Linked DNA regions of Sus scrofa: region 2 is linked to region 1. Evidence: chromatin contacts called from public Hi-C data. All regions are on one chromosome and are shown on one strand. Each heading gives the region's core, a stretch centred on a gene start, on an enhancer-like site or on the middle of the called end of the contact. The rest is flanking DNA. Distances are from core to core; before and after follow the strand shown.

Region 1 (4,616 bases), core at 1,993-4,492:
GAGATGGCTCTTGTGATCAGAGCACAAGATGCGGCCAAGAGAGAGAGATTTCGCAGTCACCATTGAGCTCTGAAATAAGTTCGTTTTGGCTAAACCAAAGGGAGGTTATCTCTCCCTTTTTTGAATTCCACATGTGGGTGATAACATGTGATGTTTAAAAATTTTTAAACATCATATGTTTAATTCCACATACTGGTGATATCATATGATTGGTCCCATGATTGGCCGACAGGGACCTGCTGTGGAACTCAGAGAACTCTCCCTAGTGTTCTGTGATCATCCATGTGGGAAAAGAATCAGATAGACTGGGTATGTGTATATGTATGACTGGGTCACTTTGATGTATAGCAAGAATGATCACAGCCTTATAAATTAACAATACTCCCAGAAAACTCTAAAAAAAGCAAAAAAGGGGGGAGGGAGTTCCCATTGTGGCTCAGCGGTAACAAACCTGACTAGTAACCATGAGGACTCGAGTTTAATCCTTGTCCTCGTTCAGTGGAATAAGGATCCAGCATTGCCATGAGCCGCAGTATAAGTCACAGATGCAGCTCGGAATTGGTGTTGCTGTGGCTATGGTGTAGGCCCACAGCTGCAGCTCCAATTCAACCCCAGCCTGGCAACTTCCACATGCTGTGGGTATGGCCCCCCCAAAAAAAGACAAAATTTCTTTAAAAAGGGGGAGAATATCTTTCTTTGGCCATGCCCATGGCATGGGGAAGTTCAAGGGCCAGGGATTGAACCCATGCCACCACAGCAGCCTCAGTTGCTGTGATGAAAACACCGGATCCTTAACCAGCTGTGTCACAAGGGCACTCCCAAAGGGAGATTATCTTGAGTGGATCTGAATTAATAAAGCATAAGCACTCGTCCGGGCACCGTCTTTCCTCCAGAGTCATTCTCCTACCTGTGGAGTATGGACAGGGCCAGTGTCGAGAGTGGAGGAGTCCTAGGGCTGCAGGGAATCGAATGCTGCTGACAATCTGAATGACCCTGGGAGTGGACCCTAAGCTCCAGATGAAAATGCAGCAGGCCCACACTTGGACTGTAGCCTTGTGAAACCCTGGACAGAGGAGCCAGCGAGGCTGGGTCCAAGTTCCTGCCACACAGTAGCTGTGAGCTAATAATGGTACTGGCTTAAGCCTCTAAATTTGTGATCATTTGCTATGCAGCAATAGATGACTAAGGCCAAAGCCCTACAGACAACTGGACCAGCTTTGAAAGGCTGATGCTCTGCCTGAGGTCGGCTCTGGCTGCAGGCCCATAGGTGGCAGCTCATCTCTGGGAACACCCCTACAGTGGGCTTCTCCCAAGGGCCTTCAGTTGGACATGACTGCCTTCCTGCAGTTCCTGGGGCCCTGAGGGACCCCTCGTTGGCCATTTCTTTTTCTTGAGGCAGCATCGTGGACCGTGGGGGCGATGGCGTACTTTAGAGCACACTAGCCTGGGTTTGGATGTCCCTTTTGCTATTTATGAGCCATATAACTTGGTCAAGTCACTTGATCTCTTTGAGTCTCAGATTTATAAAATGGGGAATGATAATAGAATTTCCAGAGTTTTCGTAAGAAGTGAGTTATTTATAAGAAACACCTGGCCCAGAGATTGGACTACAGCATGTGCTAAGTATGTCCATTTACTTCAAGGATTAACTTAAGTTCTGCCAGAAGGCCCACTTTGATTCTGTCTCTGCTGCCTGCTAGTTAAGTTACTTTACTTTGCTTCCATATTATCACGAGTAGAATGAAAATAGCATTAGTAGGTATCTTACGCTGCTTTTGTAAAGGATGAAATAAAATAATGCAAGGAAAGCTCTTATCACCTGCATGGTACACAGGAATGTCAGGGGTTTTATTATCATTCCTCTGCCAGTTCCCAAACTAGAATGCATCACTTCCTTCTCCGTGGTCTCCTGAGCTTTGTTTGGGTTTCTAAGATAACCCTTCTCATATTCTCAAATAAGTGTATTTAAGAAGTTATATGGGAGTTCTTGCCGTGGCTCAGCAGTAACGAACCTGACCAGTGTCCATGTGGATGTGGGTTCGATCCCTGGCCCTACTCAGTGGGCCGCAGATTCAGCCTTGGCTTGAGCTGGGGTGTAGGTCCCAGATGTGGCTTGGATCCCACGTTGTTGTGGCTGTGGTGTAGGCTGGCAGCTGCAGTTCCAATTCAGCCCCTAGCATGGGACTTTCCATATGCCGCAGATTCAGCCCTAAAAAGACCAAAAAAAAAAAAAAATGTTACATTCATTTCTTTCTCGATTTATTCTTTGTTTTTCGAAGGCAGGGGCCATGACTAATTCACTCCTGCAAGCCACCCAAAAGAAATGATCACAGCATTGTAAATCAACTCTGCTTCAATAAAACTTCCTAAAAATGTAGGGGCAATAGCCTTGCCTATTGTCTCCCACGCAGTAGATGATCAAGAAGTATTGACTTGGCCAAATTTCCAAGTGACTTGAACAGATCCAGTATCAGATAAGCGCGAATCATGGCACCCAGGCAACCACAGTGACCTTGGAAGATCATTTAGTCCTTCCTTCTTTTTTTTTCTTTTTTTTTTTTTGTAGGTCACAGATGTGGCTCAGATATGGCATTGCTGTGGCTCTAGCTTCAATTCGACCCCTGGCTTGGGAACTTCCATATGCTGTGGGTGTGGCCCCCAAAAGACAAAAAAAATAGTTGTCTATATCATTCATCCATCAGTCAACTGAACATTAATTTTCCGGAACACGTGTACTAACGCTATGACAGTGCAAACCAAGAGGTCTCTTCTGACAGATCCCTGCCCTCAGAGCGCCTCCCCCCAGGCCAGGGTCTCTCTCACCCCAATTCCCTCGCTCTTGGCTGAAGTTCCGCTCACACCTTCCGCTCTGAAGTCGGGAGGTAGGCCTCGGAAGACAGCTGCTCTCCAACCTCAGCTGCAGGACCCGCACCTCGTGGGAGCCCTTTGCTGGGTCACCCCGACACCCTCGCGGCACTTCAGCTCTGCCTCTGAATCAGGGATATTTGATGATGACCTGCCTCCTAGGGTGACTGCGAGAAATAGCTCATTAAAGTGGCTGCGCGGGGCAACGAGAAGGCCAGAGAACAAGGCTGGCCACTTCCCGGCACTGCATTCATTTTCAGGGGAAAACAATTCGGATCGGAGCCATAAAAAAAAGGCAGCTGCGAAAGCGCACCGCTCCCCCCACCTCTTATGTGTCTCCGATGACGGGGACTCAGGCACTCGCCCCCTTTTCAGCCTCTATCACAGCACAGTTCTCATTGTCTCCTGCTCAGAAACGCTTGATAAGAATCTAAGTGAGCGGCATTAGGAAAATCCGCTGGTCAACAAAGGGACTTGCCCTCGCGCCCCACGCACTTCAAAGCTCTCATCATATCTTGTTTTTCTTATTTGCTGGTTTCTTTTTTAAGTTTGAACAATGTGTTTTGCATCCTAGATTGTCTGTGGGAAAATGTATTTCTCATTAGTTGGCTCCCGCGCTGCTGCTGACGGCTGAGAATATGACGACATAGTAATTCATGCTAAGGTTTGTAAAAATACTTTAAATTCTTTCTTATGCTAAATAGTGTACCGTAGCACGGATTAGACCTCACTGCTGGCATCAGTAGAAACTAAGGCTCAGATTATTCCAGGCTCCATGTTAGCACATTTTTAAAATACTGATTCAATATAACTAAGAATTATGATCCATGCAAGGAGCGAGGAAAGAGCCCACATTTTCTAGGGAAGGGCCTGACATGACCGCCAGACACTCTAAGGAAAGACAGGCACGAGGGCCTGATGAACAGGATGGACGAGGCATGTCAGTCCCAGTGGCTTTTAGACCTGCCCATCAGGGCTCCCGGTTCTCCAGGTCATGCTTTACTGTCCCCAGGGATCGCTTAACAGATCAGGTGAATGAAAACAAAACGGATAATAGGTTGTCGCCACCAGGAATTAGGGGAGAATACTGCAAATGGCAAGGAAGTATAAATCGAGGGGACTTGTTAAAGTGGCTTCTGGTGATCCATTCGTACAAGCAGAACGACTGTGCAAACTCGGCGAGAGGGTTATTCTGGGCTTTTCTTCATCTCAAACGCCACTCGTGACCTTCTCCAGCAGCATAGGAGACTCACTCTTCCTGGTTAGTTTCCTGGTCTGTAAAGCGATGGATGCAATGGATGTCCCTCTCTTACCTGGACTGTTTACCAGCATCTAACCAGGTCCTTGGGTCACAGTGTGTGTTGTATGAATAAACCGATGGATAAGAGTACGTCTAAGGGGCATTTCTTCCAACAACTGGCTGCTTTGAGTGGAACATCCGTACCAGATATTTAATCCTGTTTCTCTGTCCAGGTCATAGCATCCTTTCTGATTTTATTTATTTATTTATTTATTTTTATTTTTTATTTTTTTGTCTTTTTGACTTTTCTAGGGCCGATCCTGAGGCATATGGAGGTTCCCAGGCCAGGGGTCTAATCAGAGCTGTTATCACCACCGGCCTAAACCAGATCTGAGCTGCGTCTACGACCTACACCATAGCTCACAGCAACGCTGGATCCTTAACCCACTGAGCGAGGACAGGGATCGAACCTGCAACCTCATGGTTCCTAGTCGGATTCGTTAACCACTGA
Region 2 (4,368 bases), core at 1,346-3,845, 450 kb before region 1:
CCAGCCCTCTTTAGGTCTGAGCTCAGAACATCATTTCTGCTTCATAGAAAGTCAGGAATGAGGGACAAACAGACTCCACTTCTTGAAGGGTGAAGAAGACACTATATGCAGACAAAGAGGGAAGGAACTGACGATGGGCACAGAGGGGCAGGAGGGGTCCAAGAGAAGCAGTGCCTCTGGGAGTCTTGAAAAATCCCTAGGTGATACCCGAGTGAAGGAAGAAAAGGTGATTGCTGGCAGGAGGGACAACATAGGTAATAATCACTGTACGATGAAAGCCTACAGATGGGATGGAACATACCATGATAGGGAACTGCAAGAAATTCAGAATGGTTGGCATGTGTGATGCTAATCCCGAGTGAAATATTAACTCAGGTGGTAGAGTTAACGAGCTGCCAAACCACAGAGAATGGTGTATGCTCTGCCGAGGATCCCGGAGCTCACAGGGGAATCTGGGGAAGAGGTGTGATCAGATGTGTTCGTTGCAAGATTGTTGCTGCAATCCACGCAAGAGGTGAGGATGATAAGGATGAAGGAAGGAGCAGCCATGAAGATGTAAAGTGGTAGATTCAAGAAATAGGATGCACACTCTGACACTGAGAATGGATAAGCAATGGGGTCCCACTGTACAGCACAGGGAACCATATCCAATCTCCTGGGGTAGAATTGAAGGATGACAGTAGGAGGAAAAAAAAAATGTTTATGCATGTATGACTGGGTCGCTATGCTGTACAGCAGACATTGGAACAACTCTCTAAATCAACTATACTCTAAAAAAAAAAAAAAAAAAGAAATACAAAGATGATAGTATCAACAGGTCTACCCACTGGGAAGGAACAACTATTCTGAGGATGGGAATTAGTCGGCTTTGAAGAAACTAACTTTGTGAAATCTTTAGATGTCCACAATAAATAGTATAAACAAGTCTCAGCCCGAGAGAGAGGAAGACAGTCTGAGATGTTAAAATCAAGCCTGGGGCTCATCAACAAGCAGAAGTTGAAGATGTGAAAACACACGAGCGCAGCCAAGGAACATGGGAAGAGAAAGATGGCAAAAGGTCTGAGCAGGGAACCTTGGGGAGCCACGATACGGGTGGTTTCAATTTGTAAGGTTGGCTATTTTAGAAGCCCTTAAAGAAAACAGACTGTTCATTACCCTGGAAGTATCTCGTGCCTGGTAAATGTACCAAGCATTGAGTGCCCGTCCAATGGATGCGTGATCAGAAGGAATGAATTAGGACTTTGATTTCCAAAGCAACGTTGTCAGAACATGTTACCTATGTGCACAGCACATCTTCTAGAAAAGAGAAGTGAAAAGCTCTGAGTTGGGGCTCTCTGCCTCACAGGGAAGTAACCTGGAAAAAGGCCTTGGTTTGGACACCTTTGATCACAAAGCAGGAATGGCCTAGAACGGGCATCAGGGAGCAGCTTTCTTTCTAAACTTAAACTCTTAACATTTTGCTCGGTAGTGGTCATACAGTGCATTTTTCTCTCCTTTTTGAGCCTTGGTAAATATACTCCACTTAGGAGCACTGTCATGATTCTTCCCATTCACCCCAGGGTAGCGTTTGTCATGATTCTTCCCATTCGCCTCAGGGCAGCATTTCTGGTGCTGGACACATCAGCATTCCAGGACAGTGAGTGGGCTTTTTTTCTGCTGCAGTCATTCTTCCATGGAAAAGCCTTCCTCACAATTATGGATGAACCGAGGGGTTCTCTGTGGAAAAACAACCCTGGGGGTTCCCATTATTCTCTTTCAGTGTCCAGGCTGTCTCCACAGGGCTGTGACAGCTGCCAGCCAGGATGGGAGCCAGGAGCTCATGAGGTGGGGGTGTTTTCCCCACCACATTGTGCTTTATGGGACATAACAAAGGATCAAGCCAGCTGGTGTGTGACGGAGTACACGATGCTCAGAAAGCCCTGGGTCTTGGCCTATTATGTGATTCTGAGAAAGGAAACTCGGGCAAGATCAATACATCCTCTGTGTAGACGTCAAATGGCTTGTGACGTCGGTTCTTCAGGGCTGTTTTTGGTGAGGATATTCCAGTCTTATGAATTTGACATGAATTTGGCTTGACGCCCCGGCAGAATGCAATGTAGGCATAATTTGATCTTCCTGTAATTGTCTACTTTACTTGGCAATCCAGACTAATTTTTTCCTGTAAAGTGGGACCAGAACGTCACCAGGACAGCAGTTGGGTTAATTAATGAGGCATAATAATGCACATAATAAAAGCTTATGATCTGAATTTTCTTCCCGCTGTTTTCCTCTCTCCTTCTCACAGAGAACTGCTGGTTCCACTGAAATCTGGGAGTCACGTGTCCTTAAACGAGCCTCTTCTTCTTGTAAACAACATCAAGGGGAAAATAATAACTCAAGAACCATCTGTTTGATTGAGTCCTTGACTTTTTTTTTTTCTCTCATTTCCGCCCATTGCATGTTAAAGGAAGTAAATAGGAAAAAAAAATTCTAATTATATTACTGTTTACTGATTACAGGATAATTTTTATTGTATTTATTTTAAAGACCACTTGATCCACACCCAAAGCCTTTATCTTCATGCGGCTTCCTATCCAGCTCCCTCTTGTTCTCATTAGCATGTAACTCAGTAGATTTAAGCCTGTTTGGAAGATTGTTCAAACCATTGTAGTCCACGGGGCAATAGGAAGAGTTCATTTGCGATGGTGTAAATAGCCAATGGGGGAAAAGAAGCTCAAGAGCATTAGACAAAATGCATAAGGTGTGGCTTTAAGTCCTCACAGTTTTACCGAGTGTGGCTGAGTTAGGAGAAACCATTAAACATTCTTTACTGTTCTGAGATATGTGGCTTCAACAACTTCAATGCTATGAATAGCTATTAAGTGCTAACTACCCCTGGACACAGCAATAAGAACATCAGCCTTGCCCATCACAAGGAATTACCATTGGGATCATGGGAGGTAAAATATATGAATGTTCTCTGTAACTTATAAAGTATTGCCTGAGATTTATTGAGATTTTATCACAGTAAGACATCTGGGAAGTTGCACTGGCCCGTTCCTGACCCTGGGGCCAATGGGTTCCCTTATTGTTCAGGGCTGGGCCAGGAAATGACAGCGCACTAGGCCAAGCTTGGCTGTAGCATTTCTATGTCTAACCCTTACTCAGAGAGAAGCAGCACTGGGGCCATATTAGGATCACCAATTGATGCCATTTTGCTGCTTTGGTTTGGCACACGATGTATTTCACTGGAAAATTCCTTGGTTTCATAAGTTCACCTTTTTAAAAAAAAAAAAAAAACTTAGTGTCAGTCTTGAACAAAGTCAAAATTGGTCTGAAGCAACTTTTGTTTAAAAAGGAGCATAAATACTGTGATGCCTGGCACACTGTGTGACATGCCCGTGTTTGGTTCTCTTCACTGCCAAGAGCTTGAAAGTTGAAATCATCCCGGAACATGATATTTGGATAGAAAGGGAGCGTTCCATGTGAGTCACAGGCAGTGAAGTCGTAATCCAACTTCTGGTCTGATCAACTTCGTGAAAATGAGGCATATCGGAAAACAAGAGATGGGACAGACTGGGAGTTTGGGGCTAATAGATGCAAACTCTTACATTGAGAATGGATAGACACGAAGGTCCTACTGTGTAGCAGGGGAAACTATACTCCGTCTCCTGGGATAGACCCTGATGGAAAATAAAATTTAAAAAAAAGAAAAAATGTGTATATGACTGACTTATTTTGTTGTACAGCAGAAGTTGGCACAGCATTGTAAATCGACTATACTTTAATAGAAGTATTTTTTTAAAAAGAAAACAAACGTATCTGTCACAGAAAATACTTGAGCTGCCCTTCTCCTGAACATCATCAATTAACTCACTTTTACATGTGGACAGTAATACAGTTAGTCTGTTATCCTTTCATTAATCCATTTTTAATCACAAATGTTTGTATTCGTTTTCCCAACAACTTCCTTAAAGAGTAATTTCTGGCACTTTTTTTTTCTTGTTAGGGCTGTACCCACAGAATATGGAAGTTCCCAGGCTAGGGGTCAAATTGGAGCTATAGCTGACGGCCTACACCACAGCCACAGCAAGGCAGGATCCGAGCCACGTCTGCAACTTACACCACAGCTCACAGCAACACCGGATCCTTAACCCATTGAGCAAGGTGAGGAATTGAACCCGCATCCTCATGGATACTAGTCAAATTTGTTTCTGCTGTGACACAACAGGAACTCCACGTTGTATTTTTAAATTCAAGTTAATTGGAAATTATTTTAAGAATGTGGTCATTAACCTACAGTTACCAGGGAAGAAAAAGTAGATATCACTAAAAAATACTTCCAGGATATTGTAAAATTAGGGCTGAGTGTTTCTGTTAACTCCAAGG

The links. Hi-C and Micro-C count contacts between places; a contact is called where the count stands out from the background.
Region 2: a contact with region 1 is called in a Hi-C map of liver, with 8 times the contacts expected there. The contact joins two enhancer-like sites. A contact is called at or near these places in 4 of 47 Hi-C or Micro-C datasets (heart right ventricle, liver and skeletal muscle) and 1 of 2 datasets of contacts at active chromatin or transcription factors (skeletal muscle).

What each region holds. Positions count from the first base shown.
Region 1 is chr10:10,233,662-10,238,277 of Sscrofa11.1, reverse strand. All of the region lies in intron 6 of MARC1 (mitochondrial amidoxime-reducing component 1), which reads right to left. Among named protein-coding and RNA genes, the nearest start is that of HLX, 27 kb to the left of the region's middle. Within about 2 kb of position 3,242, at least 7 of the 83 cell types and tissues checked have an H3K27ac peak or open chromatin away from gene starts, as enhancers often do. A contact at or near this core is called in liver, where this site is marked.
Region 2 is chr10:10,686,173-10,690,540 of Sscrofa11.1, reverse strand. All of the region lies in intron 1 of LOC110255633 (a long non-coding RNA gene), which reads right to left. Among named protein-coding and RNA genes, the nearest start is that of DUSP10, 220 kb to the left of the region's middle. Within about 2 kb of position 2,595, at least 18 of the 83 cell types and tissues checked have an H3K27ac peak or open chromatin away from gene starts, as enhancers often do. A contact at or near this core is called in liver, where this site is marked.